Regions from separate parts of the Oryctolagus cuniculus genome. Here region 2 is linked to region 1. The links are chromatin contacts, called in public Micro-C maps. All regions are on one chromosome and are shown on one strand. Each heading gives the region's core, a stretch centred on a gene start, on an enhancer-like site or on the middle of the called end of the contact. The rest is flanking DNA. Distances are from core to core; before and after follow the strand shown. Region 1 overlaps PPFIBP2 (PPFIA binding protein 2). Region 2 holds the start of OLFML1 (olfactomedin like 1).

Region 1 (5,934 bases), core at 1,469-3,968:
AAAAAGCACCTGGATCCTGGCTCCTGCCATCGGATCAGCGCGGTGCGCCGGCTGCAGCGGCGGCCATTGGAGGGTGAACCAACGGCAAGGGAAGACCTTTCTCTCTCTGTCTCTCTCTCTCACTGTCCACTCTGCCTATCAAAAAAATAAATAAATAAAAAAAAAGAAAGAAAAAAAGAAAAAAAAAGAGGAAAGCACAAAGTCATAGACAGTTTTGATTTGTTGTTGCTTTTCTTTCTCTCCTAAGAAATCAAGGAGAAGCCTTTATTTCCAAGGTCAAGAGGCAACTAGGCACAAAAAAGTTATCTTTACTTAATGTACACTAAACTGATCTTCTGTAAAAAAAAAAAAAAAAAGAAAGAAATTATCAATTCCCAACTTGACTCTCACTGGGATTAAACATGACAATAGGTCTGATCTGATTTCATCATCATTTAAAAAAAATTATCTATTATTTTTCACTTTATGTTTCTGTGTGGGAACAAACTTGAAATCCTTACTTAAGGTATACTAAGCTGATCTTCTGTATATTAAGATAATCGAAAATGAATCTTGATGTGAATGGAAGGGGAGAGGGAGTGGGAAAGGGGAGGGTTGTGGGTGGGAGGGACGGTATGGGGGGGAAAGCCATTGTAACCCATGAGTCGTACTTTGGAAATTTATATTCATTAAATAAAAGATAAAAAAAAAAAAAAAAAAAAAGAGAAAACATGAGAAGAAACAATCAGTGGATAGGAGGAACTGAACAAAATTAGGTCAAGAGAACAGGATGTTGGGATATTCACTAACAGAAGGGACTCTTTGCTGGTGGAACAGAGGAAGTTTAAAAATGATACTGTAAATAAAGCTACACTTTGGGGTGAAGGGAGGGAAGATAGGAGAGTCATCTTAATTTGGTTATTTTTTTTTCTCCAGTGAAATAGGTAGTCACATAGATGGAGAAGGGAATACAAGGTTGGAAACAAATGGTAAACCATGAAAAAGTGCTAGAGTATGAGAGAGAGGAATGTGGGGTTGAGGCAAAGGATCCTGTTGCCAGCTCACACAACTGCCAAGGCTGTGTTGCCCTGGGTACTCAACCAGCTATTCAGCAAATGACCTTTACATGATGTCATGTAATTAAATGCCACTAAGTAAAAGAGGCCCAAGGACCTCTCTTCAAGGAGCTTGCAGATAGGATTCACAGGTGCTAGGGCTCAGAAATGGTAGACTCACAGCTTCTAGATTATATTGGGGAATCTGATGGGTAGGCACATGATGTGTATTGGCTAGAAATAGGAGATGCCCATAGGAAACTGGACAGCTAGAGAAAGCTCTTGAGTAACCATTCCCATTGTTGCTCTCTGTATAGTCTTGAAAAACCTTTCTACTCAGAATCAAGGTTGTGTGCACGGCTCTGGTGTAACAGGGGTTGTCAGTCATGACTGATGTCCTCAGCCCCATAACATAATTACAAAGTGCTTTTTAATCATTTTGCATTTATTGGATTACTTATCCATAGCTGATAGTCAAGGAAACGGAATCTCAGGATGGTTAAATAAGTTGTTCAAGGTCACACAAAGCTAAGAAATGGACTCAAGGAGTCTGGATCTATGATCTGTATTCTTAACCATGAGCTTTCACAGAAGCTACTGCCTACTTCTCCAGCATCCACTGCAGTTCAATATGAACGCAAGGTGACATCTGGAGTGAGGATGCTTGTGCTGCTATTTGTCTTCCCACCTGAGCGACCAGCACCAGATGACAAAGAAAAAAAATCCCACATTATTAGCCTGAGTTCATTCCACATTCTACTGCAGAACCTGAGCCAATTACAAGGTGGACCCATGGAAAATCCATTTTCTTCATGAATCAGGTTTTGAATTTGGCTTAAACACACACACACACACATACACAGAGGTGGAAGCCAGGGAGCAATGTGAAGATGCAGACAGTGCTGTGGTTTCTTTTCCTGGGAAAATGAGCTCCTGCTCAGAGGGCAGTGCGTGGGCCCCAGAGACCCTGCTGGGAGCTATTTTTAGAAACTCTCTCAAGGTTGTGTGGGTTGGATCCACTGAATTCAATGCAGGACAGGTGGGAGCTGTTTGACTCAGGAACCAAACAGGCAAGAGAGCCAAGACCTTGGGGTACATGTGGCAGGAATTACCTGGTTCCAAGGCTTTATCTGCTAGGAGAATAAAATGAAGGATGGGCTGGAGCCAGGCTTCATCCAGCAACCACAGCCAAGCTGTCCAGAGCCAATGGGGCCTCTACCCACCCATCGGGGGTCAGGTTACAGCTGCCTCTTCTATATGCTGGGTTTGGGACATCGAGTTGGAACATGGGAAGGGACTGAAAAGGCTAACATGCACTGCTAGGAGAGAACCAACCTGTCCTGCCTCTTGGTCTTTCAATCCTTCCCCCTCTTCCTGGAAACAACCGACAGCATTGAATAGCAGATGTTTCCTACCCGCATGATACTACACTCAGCATTTTACATGCTTTACCTTAATTCTCACAAAATCTGTACGTGGCAGACACTATTATCCTCCCTATTTCACAGACAGAGGAATGCAGGCTTTTGAAGTAATCTACCTGAGATCACGTAGCTGGAAAACGTGGAAAAGCCAGGATTCTCATTTGGCCTCACTCCACAGTGCGTGTTCTTACCCGTAACAGTACACACTATCCTGTCCCTCATAAGCCTCAGAAGGTGTTTTTTGGTGCTTGGGTTTTCTCCTGAGCAAATATTTCTCCTCAAGCTCTGTGCCTCCCTAAACATAGGAAATATAGGTGCCTCCCCCTTGGTCCTGCCCTTGCCCTTCAACTAGTCCAGTAAGGATCCTGGTGGCACAGCCTGGGGGTCTTTGTGGACCAAAGGGGCCCTGTGCACCAGGTCACACCTCATCTAGGCATCTCTTCTCCTAGAACTCACTTCCCTCTGTAAGGGTGAATGAAGAAGACAGTGTTTTCACTTGAAAAATGTGGGTCCAGAGAAACCTGCTCTCCCTAAGGAATCATGTGAGAAGGGGTGGGGGAGTCAGACAGATGGGAAATGCTGCAGACCTGGGCTGGAGGAGCCCCCTGAGGGATGAAGCCAATAAGAGATTCATGGCAAAGTAGGAGACGAGACTGAAGGGGTCAGATTAAGATGGGAATTAGGAGGATGGAGGGCTTCTGGGTTACAAGCCCCCAAATGGGAGGGAGCATGCTCGGGACCTCGAGCAAGTAAGTATGAAAGATAAAATGAAAAAGTTCAGTGGAGCCTGGGTTACAAAGGCTCTCAAAGGCTAAGCAAGCTGAGCAGCCTGTGTTTTCTCTTTCAGACTAAGGGTGAGTCCTAGGGGTTCATGATCAGGGTTACAGGATGAAAGGGGAAATTTTTTATTTTTTAAGGAAGATTTAAGTCTGGCAGTAGTGTAAAGAGTGAGGTTAAATAAAAGAAAAAAAAAAAACACCCAGAGCACACTGCTTACAACAAGGTCCAATATTTTATTCTGCTTTCTACTAATTCTCTTTAAAATTCCCAAAGGTTTGGCTTGTTAAGATGCCAGTTAAGAGGCTCTCCTCCCATTTTTGATCACCTGTGTTCAAGACCGGGCTCCACTCCTGACTCCAGTTTCCTACTATGCCCTGGGGTATGGCAGTAATCACTCAAACAGTTGGGTTTCTGCCCCACGTGGCACCCAGACTGCATTCCAGACTCCTGGCTTCAGCCCCCCAGTCTGGCTGGGGCTGTTGTGGACATTTGAGGAGTAAACCAAATTGGGGTGTGCTCTCTCTCCCCCTCTCTCTGTGCCTCTCAAATAATTTCTTTTTAAATTTATAAAAGTAGAAGACAAATATCTGTTTACTATTAGTCATCCTGGAGGATTCTAAAGTCTCCTTGCTTAGAATTTCTCTCCCAAGCTTCTTACTGTCCATAGAAACCAGGGCTCCAAATCTGGCAAGCATACCGTGGCTGAATGGACCTGTTAGTTAATAGCTGCTTCTTTTCTTCTTTTTTATTTATTTATTTTTAGATGAGAGAGAGGAAGACTAAATAGTGGGAGGCACATTTCTCACATACTTCTCCCTAGTATCTCTCTCATTGGGCTCTTTTAAAAGCTTAAGATTTTGCAAACCTTGGCCAAAATGTTGGTGATCTCAGCGTGCTCCCTGCTGGTTTGATGTCCCCATCCCTAACTAAGCGGGGGCGGAGTGCATGCACAGGGTTGCTGCTGGGTTCTGAACCAATAATTTGCTACATATTTGGCAGAGGACGTGAAGAAAGAAAACTGGACTGAGAGACAGGCAAAAGAGTTCAAGACCAGGCTGCACCACTAACAGCTATGACACTAATAACAACAAGGTTCGTAGCCTCTCTTGGGCTTTGTTAAATGAGGGGTTTGCACTAGTTGGTCCCTTCAAGTCCTCCAGCTCTCTAATTGTGTTTAGCTGCCTTACTTTTCCTAACATAGCTAACCATATACCACATCACAGCTAAGATAATTTTCTTAACACAAAAATCGGACCCTCCAGTGTGTCCCAAGTCACTTTCCTGCTACAAGTCCCCCATCATACATGCCACATCACCCACAAGCCTTGCTGCAGCCATCACTGTCCTGCATGGCCTGGCACCGCCCACCTCTCCCCACTGTTGCTGAGCTGAGCCACACCGGCTTTCTTCCCGTCCTGAAACCTGCTAGATTCCCTCTTGCCTTAGGACCTCTGTACATAACATCTCCTCTGCATGGAAGGTTCTTCACCCTGCTTTTCACCTGATGCATTCCTCCTGTTCTCTCGGGTTTCCGTGAACTGCTATTTCTGTGAGACTCCCTCTCTGACCTGCCTTCTCAATCAATAGCGGTCCGGAGCCTTCTGTTGCTCTTTGCACTTACCGGTTTGTAACCTGAGGTTTACTTCCTGGGACTGTTTAACCTCCATCTCCTGAATGCTTCTACTTTGCCCGCCACTGTATACCCAGTGCCCAGAACTCAGTATTTCCTGAGGAAGCTCTGCAGAGGGCACACACAAATACCATCCTGCCCAGTGTTTGGGAGCTGGGGTCTGGGGACCTGCACCCCCTGCCTGAGCCCGATCCTCCCTGGCCTTCCTCCTGTCCTGCCGCAGTTACAAGGTCAAATCTCTAATGCTGTCTGCTGCTTTGCCCTTTCCTGCCTCTGAAAAACAGCCTAAAATTCCTCAGCGTGAAAATAAATGCAAATCTGTCTTAGCCAATTTAACAGCAGCCAGAAAAAAAAGGAGAGTCTGAGTCCTGTGAGCAAGCTCCCAGCACTCATTCATTCATTCAGTCGGTCATTCCTCGCTCCGACCACACACTCACATTCACCCCCGAAAGAAACACCAGCAGCTTGCAGCCCAAACCCTAGGCTTCAAAACACTGAAGAGAACTGGCCTAGAGCCTTCCTCTGGTAACACAGACGTCCCCACCACACCGGGTAACACCGGAGCTGAGAATGAGTTCAACAACTTCCGAATTCTGCATGTAGTAAAAGGCTGCAGCTTCCTCTCTGGGTCCCTACACCAAAAAGCAGTGGACACCTTTTTCCCCCGGTCACAGTGTCGTCTGGAGTCTCCGACTACTTAACCGGCAGCATGAAAATAACTAAACTTTCCTCACTTCATTCTTGCCTTTCTGCACAGAGGCTCATTCACCAGACTGTCAGTGGAGAAACAAAGACAGCTGCCTGTTTTCTCGCCCTAGTGCCTATAATTAGATTCTCATGAGTCCGGACAAATAGCTCCCCCTACCACACACACACACACACACACACACCCCACAGCCCAGAGTGTCTCTCCCCTCGCTCATCTCCACGGAGACCCACACAAAGCCGCCAGTCACTTACCCTCTTCAGCCAGGAGAAATGCTTGTAAACATCAATGTCCCCATCCATGCTGGGCACCCATGTCAGCAGTTAGATGCCGGTGGAAAAGGCCCTTGTTCTGGCTGGA
Region 2 (5,934 bases), core at 2,086-4,585, 120 kb after region 1:
TATTACCAATTAATAGATATGTAAGCCACTTTTTTCTTGTGATGATAGTGTCTTTTTTAATTGATGGATAACAATTTTATCTACTTAGTTTATACAAAATGATATATATGTAGACTGCAGAATGATTAAATCAAGCTAATTAACATATGCATTATTCCACATACTTATTATGGTGAGAACATTTAAAACCTCTTAATTTTCAGGTATACAATACATTGTAATGAACTCTAGTCACCATGATGTACAACCGATCTCTTGAACTTATTCATTCTAAGTGAAATGTTGTATCCTTAGGCCAATCTCACTGACGTCCTCACTTCTTAGCACCTCTTCCATGACCACCATTGTATTCTGTTTCTATAAGTTTAATTTGTTAGATTCCTCATATAACTGAGATTATGCAGTATTTATATTTCTTGCCTGGCTTATCTCAATTAGCATAATGTCTTTCAGATTCATCTATGGTATTACAAATGACACAATGTTTTCTTTTATAAGGCCAACAGTATTCTGTTCATATGTGTGTGTGTATATATATATACACTACATTTTCATTATCTGCTTATAACTTTTTTTTTTTTTTACAGGCAAAGTGAACAGTGAGAGAGAGACAGAGAAAGGTCTTCCTTTTCTGTTGGTTCACCCTCCAATGGCTGCTGCAGCCGGCACACCGCGCTGATCCGAAGCCAGGAGCCAGGTGCTTCCTCCTGGTCTCCCATGCGGTTGCAGGGCCCAAGGATTTGAGCCATCCTCCACTGCACTCCCGGGCCACCGCAGAGAGCTGTGGAAGAGGGGCAACCGGGACAGAATCCGGTGCCCCGACCGGGACTAGAACCCGGTGTGCCAGGGCCGCAAGGCGGAGGATTAGCCTATTGAGCCATGGCGCCAGCCCTGCTTATAACTTTAATGAGATGTAGCATTTTATTGAACCGATATCCCATTATTTATTCTGTTTCTTTATGTGTATTTATTTGAAATGCAGAGTAACAGAGTCAAAGCTATTTCAAAAGGAGAGAGAGAGAGAGAGAGAGAGAGAGAGATTTTCCATTTGCTGATTCACTCCCTAAACGCCTGCCACAATCAGGCAATCAGGGCTGGGCCAGGCCAAAGCCAAGAGCCCCAAACTCAACCTGAGTCTCCAGTGGATTGCAGGGATGCAAGTACTTGAGCCATCATGTGCTGCCTCCCAGAGTGCACATGAGCAAGAAGTTATAACCAGGAAGGGTTGGGTTTTGATCCTAGGCACTCCAATATGGGATGTGGGCATCCCAGACTGTGGCTTAACTGCTGTGACACAGTGCCTGCCCCTAGTCTGTACCTTACACCCTGTTCTGCAGACTAGCATTGAAGGACAATTGTTAGGGATTTGGCTGGCTGTATTCAGGGCAAGTCAGTGCTAAGTGTTGTATGTAATTCTGGCAGGTTTAAGCAGGTGAGACTGGGGAGGAGGTATCTGAGAGTAAGCAAGGGAAGACGCTGTGTAGCAGATAAAGTGCCACCTGTGATGCCAGTATCCCATATGGATGCCAGTTTGAGTCCCAGCTGCTCTACTTCCTATCCAGCTCCCTGCTAATATGCCTGGGAAAGCAGCAGCAGATGGCCCAAGTGCCTGTGTCCCTGCACCATGTGGGAGACCCAGAAGAAGCTTCAGGTTCCTGGCTGTGGCCTGGCACAGATCTCTCCCTCTCTCTGTCTCTGTCTCTCTCTCTCTCTGTAACTCTGCCTTTCAAATAAATAAAAAAATAAATCTTAAAAAAAGGAAAGCATCAGCAAGAGGCCACTGGCCTGGGAACATATATCTCATCCTCAGTATGTATGGCTGGAGAATGGTGGGAAATGTTTTCAGCCTATTTTATGGATTTATTTTACCCTGGCTCTAAAACTAGATAACCAGATAATTTGGACTTAAAGATTTTTTAAAAAAATATAGAAAATAAGTATTGGAGATAAGAATTTCTTTAAAAGAAGATACATAATTTATCAGTTAACTTGTACAAAAGCAAGGCATTAAGTATGAAATAGTTAATGCCAGTGCTGGGGTGTGGCAAAGTCTAGCATGGAGCATGACATTTTTCCTTGGGAGCCTGTCCACGCTGCAATCTTAGAATTTGCACGTTTTAATGAGGTGGCAGCCCACATGCTTTCTCTCTATTAGCATTGCTGGAATCTGCTTATTTCTAAGTCCAACTCCAGATTGGCAAGAGCAGCAAAGACTTTGCTTCCTGTTACATGGATATTGGGACTGTTTACAGTGACCTTATGATTTTTCATAAACAGATAACGATAAAATTCATTCTTATCTTGATACAGTAAACATGAAGAAAAAATGACCCAAATTTTTAGTTTTTACATTTAACTCAACGAACTATTGAATTTCGGATGTCCAACATTTTGGATATTTACCACCATCCCAAAAATTCTAAGTATGCATTAATTTATTAAATCTTCAGGATAGCCTTAGAAGGCAAATTCCATTTTTATCCCTATTTTACAGATGAAGAAAACTGCCAGATGAGAGTCTAGAGTGAAGCTAAGCTCAAGGTCTGGGAGTGGAAGAGGCAGGACTGTGGAGCCGGTGCCTTCAACTGCTCGACCAGGAACATTTGTAAGCCGTAATCTTAGCAACGTGGTTGTCATTTCCTATCCGGGAAACATGCATCCCAGTAGCTAGGGAAGTGTGGGTAAAACAAAGTGGCTTCTGGGAGGCGTGCACAGATGCCACCTACCTCCAAGACTCGAAAGCGCTGGTAGATGTAATGTACCATGGCAGGGTCCTGCGCACACTGTGGTGGAGGCAGAAATGCTGCAAGGAACAGAAGCAGAAGGGCAGAAACTCGCTGAAGGACCATCATCCTACAGACTTCCGGGCGTGAAACCCCTTACGTTGTGGTTCTAGAAGACGACTCGGGGTCCAGGTGGTGGTTCCAGCTTTGTAGCCGCTGCTGTGGCAAATCCTCAGAAAACAACTTCTTGCACAGCCGCAGAGCAACGGTCACTTGTTGTTCCACCCCATGCATGATCTCAGTTTGCAAGCTGGTGATCAAGTCCAGCTGTTGGTAAATTGGTCCCTGGAGGCCTTGCAGGCCAACTTGGTGCAGAGAGCTCCCTGGGTCCAGTATCTATTTCCCTCACCCTTGACACACGCAGGGACCCTCCCCAGGCTAGTGACTGTGGGCTGCTTTCAGCCCTGAGGCTGTGGATGTGTACATTGGGGTGGAGGTGGGGAGGTCGTCCAGCCCCTATTCCCCTCCCCCAGCTACTGCCTTTTTACTTCTGCTTCCAGCCTCCCTAGTAGATTCTGCAGTCCAATCACAGGCCTGATCCAAGACAAACCACCCCCTCCTTCTTGGAGTTGGAATCTCTTGTAACTTTTGGCAAAAATTCCCAGGATACTTTTCCCAGAAGTTCCACTGGGAGGGAGACCCCACCTCTCTTCCTGATTTCCTTTGTATTCCTGCAGCTCTTAAAGGCACAGCAAAGAATTGAATACCGATCTTTCCCTATCTCTGAAAAGCTATTGCATGGGGCAGCATGGCTCCTTGGGCAGAAAGGTACAATGGGCTACAAGCCTGACTGTCCAGGTGGACAGCTGAAAATCTCAGGGTTGAGCTCAGAATTTTCTTAAAAGAAATAACAACAATTATTCAGACAGTAATGCTTCCAGAGCAAAGCTATCAGGAAATGAAAGTCCTTTGTAAGGAAGTGCTAGAGTTTTCTCAATCACTAAGGTCAGAATTCCTTTCTTAGAATTGCAGGCCAGAAATGTGTCCAACCCCTACGGAAGGCCCTAAGCCAATTGAGATAAATCATATCTCTAGGACAAAGAGGTAGAATCTTCCATTTTTGCCTTTGCTGTCCAGTTCTCTGCTTCTCCGGACCTCTCCCTTCCTGAGTGTTCCCAGCTCTTAAAGGCACAGCAGAGAAATGGTTTCCCCATGGTTCTTTCTCAATTACCTACCAAAATGGGGAACTGTGGGACATCTATGGACTATGGAGAAGGCTCTGACCAGAACTCAGAAGAGCCAGGTTTGCATTCAGTCTCTGAAAGAGGTGCTAAAGACTGAGAATTTCCCACTTGTCCCCTCTGAATGTGGATGTTTCTCTCCACCTCTCTTTCATATGGTCTAAGCATTTGGGGGCTGGCGCTGTGGCACAGCAGGTAAACCTGCCTCCTGCAGTGCCAGCATCCCATATGGGTGCAGGTTCCAGTCTTGCCTGTTCTACTTCCAATCTGGCTCTTTGCTGTGGCCTGGGAAAGCAGCGGAAGATGGCCCAAGTGTTTGGGCCCCTGTACCCCTGTGAGAGACTCAGAAGAAGCTCCAGGCTCCTGGCTCAAATTGGCCCAGATCTGGCCATTGCAGCCATTTGGGGAGTGAACCAGTGGATGGAAGACCTCTCTTTCTCCCCCCACCTCCCACAACTCTGGCTTTTAAATAACACATGCATTCTACATTAATGAAGTTAAAGAATTACCTGTGTGTGGGTGGGGAGGGAAAGAACACAGCGAGAAGCTTCAGTCACAGTGCAGGGCTGCTTCCGGGACAACGGCTGCATCTGTGGGATGGGCTTGGAAGTTTCTCCAGCCCTGACAGGTACCTTGTCTCTGGTCACCAGTGATCGCCAACCCCCACAGCACCTGCTCTGCATTCATCAGGTTTATAGGTAAAGTCTGGCAGGTTTTCTTTGATTGACCACACCTGGTCTTCGTTGGTGAGTTTTATTCTTTGCCATCCCAAGTAAAGGCGGCAAATCCCACAGCTGATACTCCTAACCCATTAGAATCAATGAGCTATGGGGTAGAGCCAGAGTGGAAATCCTCATGTTCTTATAACCAGTTTTCAAAAATACAAAAACCAGGGGCTGGCGCTGTGTTGTAGTGGGTAAAGCCGCCGCCTGCAGTGCCAACATTCCATATGGGCGCCAGTTCAAGTCCTGGCTGCTCCATTTCCGATCCAGCTCTCTGCTATGGCCTGGGAAAGCAGTAGAAGACGGCCCAAGTCTTTGGGCCCCTGAACCCACATGGGAGACTTGGAAGAAGTTCCTGGCTCCTGGCTTCAGATCTGCACAGGTCTGGCTGTTGCGGCCATCTGGGGAGTGAACCAGCGGATGGAAGACCTCTCTCTCTCTCTCTGCCTCTCCTCCCTCTCTGTGTAACTCTGATTTTCAAGTAAATAAATAAATCTTAAAAAAAAAGACAAAAACCAGACTCATTTTGGAGATAGTCACAGCTTCCACGGATGCACAGCCGCCATGAGTTATGGTCTTTATCTACTGGGAGGGCGCTGTGCTGGTAAGGATGAAAGAGATGGCTTGGTGCACAGTAGGCTGCAGTTGGGATGAAGTCATTTACTTTGCTCTGATGTCTGGCCTTTAACCTCTGGCCTTCACCACTGTGACATTCGCATCAGTGGGGACAGTGATTAAGCACAGAGATCCCTCTTTTCTCCTCTGCAAGTGTCTGATCCTTCTGCTTGGCTGCCTCAATATCCCCAGAGGGGAAACGTAAGCCCTTTGATATTCACTGTTTCTTCTTTGCTGTGGATAGATTCAGGTCACCAGCTCTGGTTCTGTAAGCCCAGTCCTGAGCTGAACGATTTCCCCAAATGGCCAGCCTGGTTAGCCTACAGAGGCAGACCTAACCAGATCTCCCACTCCTCCTGGAGTTCTTGGTCACTTCCACCACTGCTGGCTCTCTTTGCTAATGTGTCTCCGTAGTAAATGACCCTTGGATTTTCTAGAGCCTTCTGGACTCCCGGGGGTGGGGGCTCCCCTTTACTGAGCGGTGCTAACAGCTCTGGGATTCTGTGAGAGGGCAGAGCCCAACTCAAGAGCAACCCATCTGGATACCAGAATTCGTTTAGAAATGAACAGGGCACCTCTTTTCTCTTCAGCTCTCTTTCCTCCTTTATCTTTTATTAGCCAAGCCTGCCTCCC

Evidence for each region. Hi-C and Micro-C count contacts between places; a contact is called where the count stands out from the background.
Region 2: a contact with region 1 is called in a Micro-C map of ear pinna, with 2.2 times the contacts expected there. The contact joins the promoter of OLFML1 here to the enhancer-like site in region 1. A contact is called at or near these places in 3 of 6 Hi-C or Micro-C datasets (ear pinna, psoas muscle and an unstated tissue).

Annotation. Positions count from the first base shown.
Region 1 is chr1:58,868,498-58,874,431 of mOryCun1.1, forward strand. All of the region lies in intron 2 of PPFIBP2 (PPFIA binding protein 2), which reads right to left. LOC127484219 (a long non-coding RNA gene) reads left to right here. Exons shown (of 3, transcript XR_007911045.2): 1 at 1-4,330. Among named protein-coding and RNA genes, the nearest start is that of PPFIBP2, 84 kb to the right of the region's middle. Within about 2 kb of position 2,719, at least 1 of the 8 cell types and tissues checked has an H3K27ac peak or open chromatin away from gene starts, as enhancers often do. A contact at or near this core is called in ear pinna, where this site is marked.
Region 2 is chr1:58,984,422-58,990,355 of mOryCun1.1, forward strand. OLFML1 (olfactomedin like 1) reads right to left here and starts at 3,336. Exons shown (of 3, transcript XM_051823924.2): 1 at 2,727-3,336. The coding sequence starts at 2,852.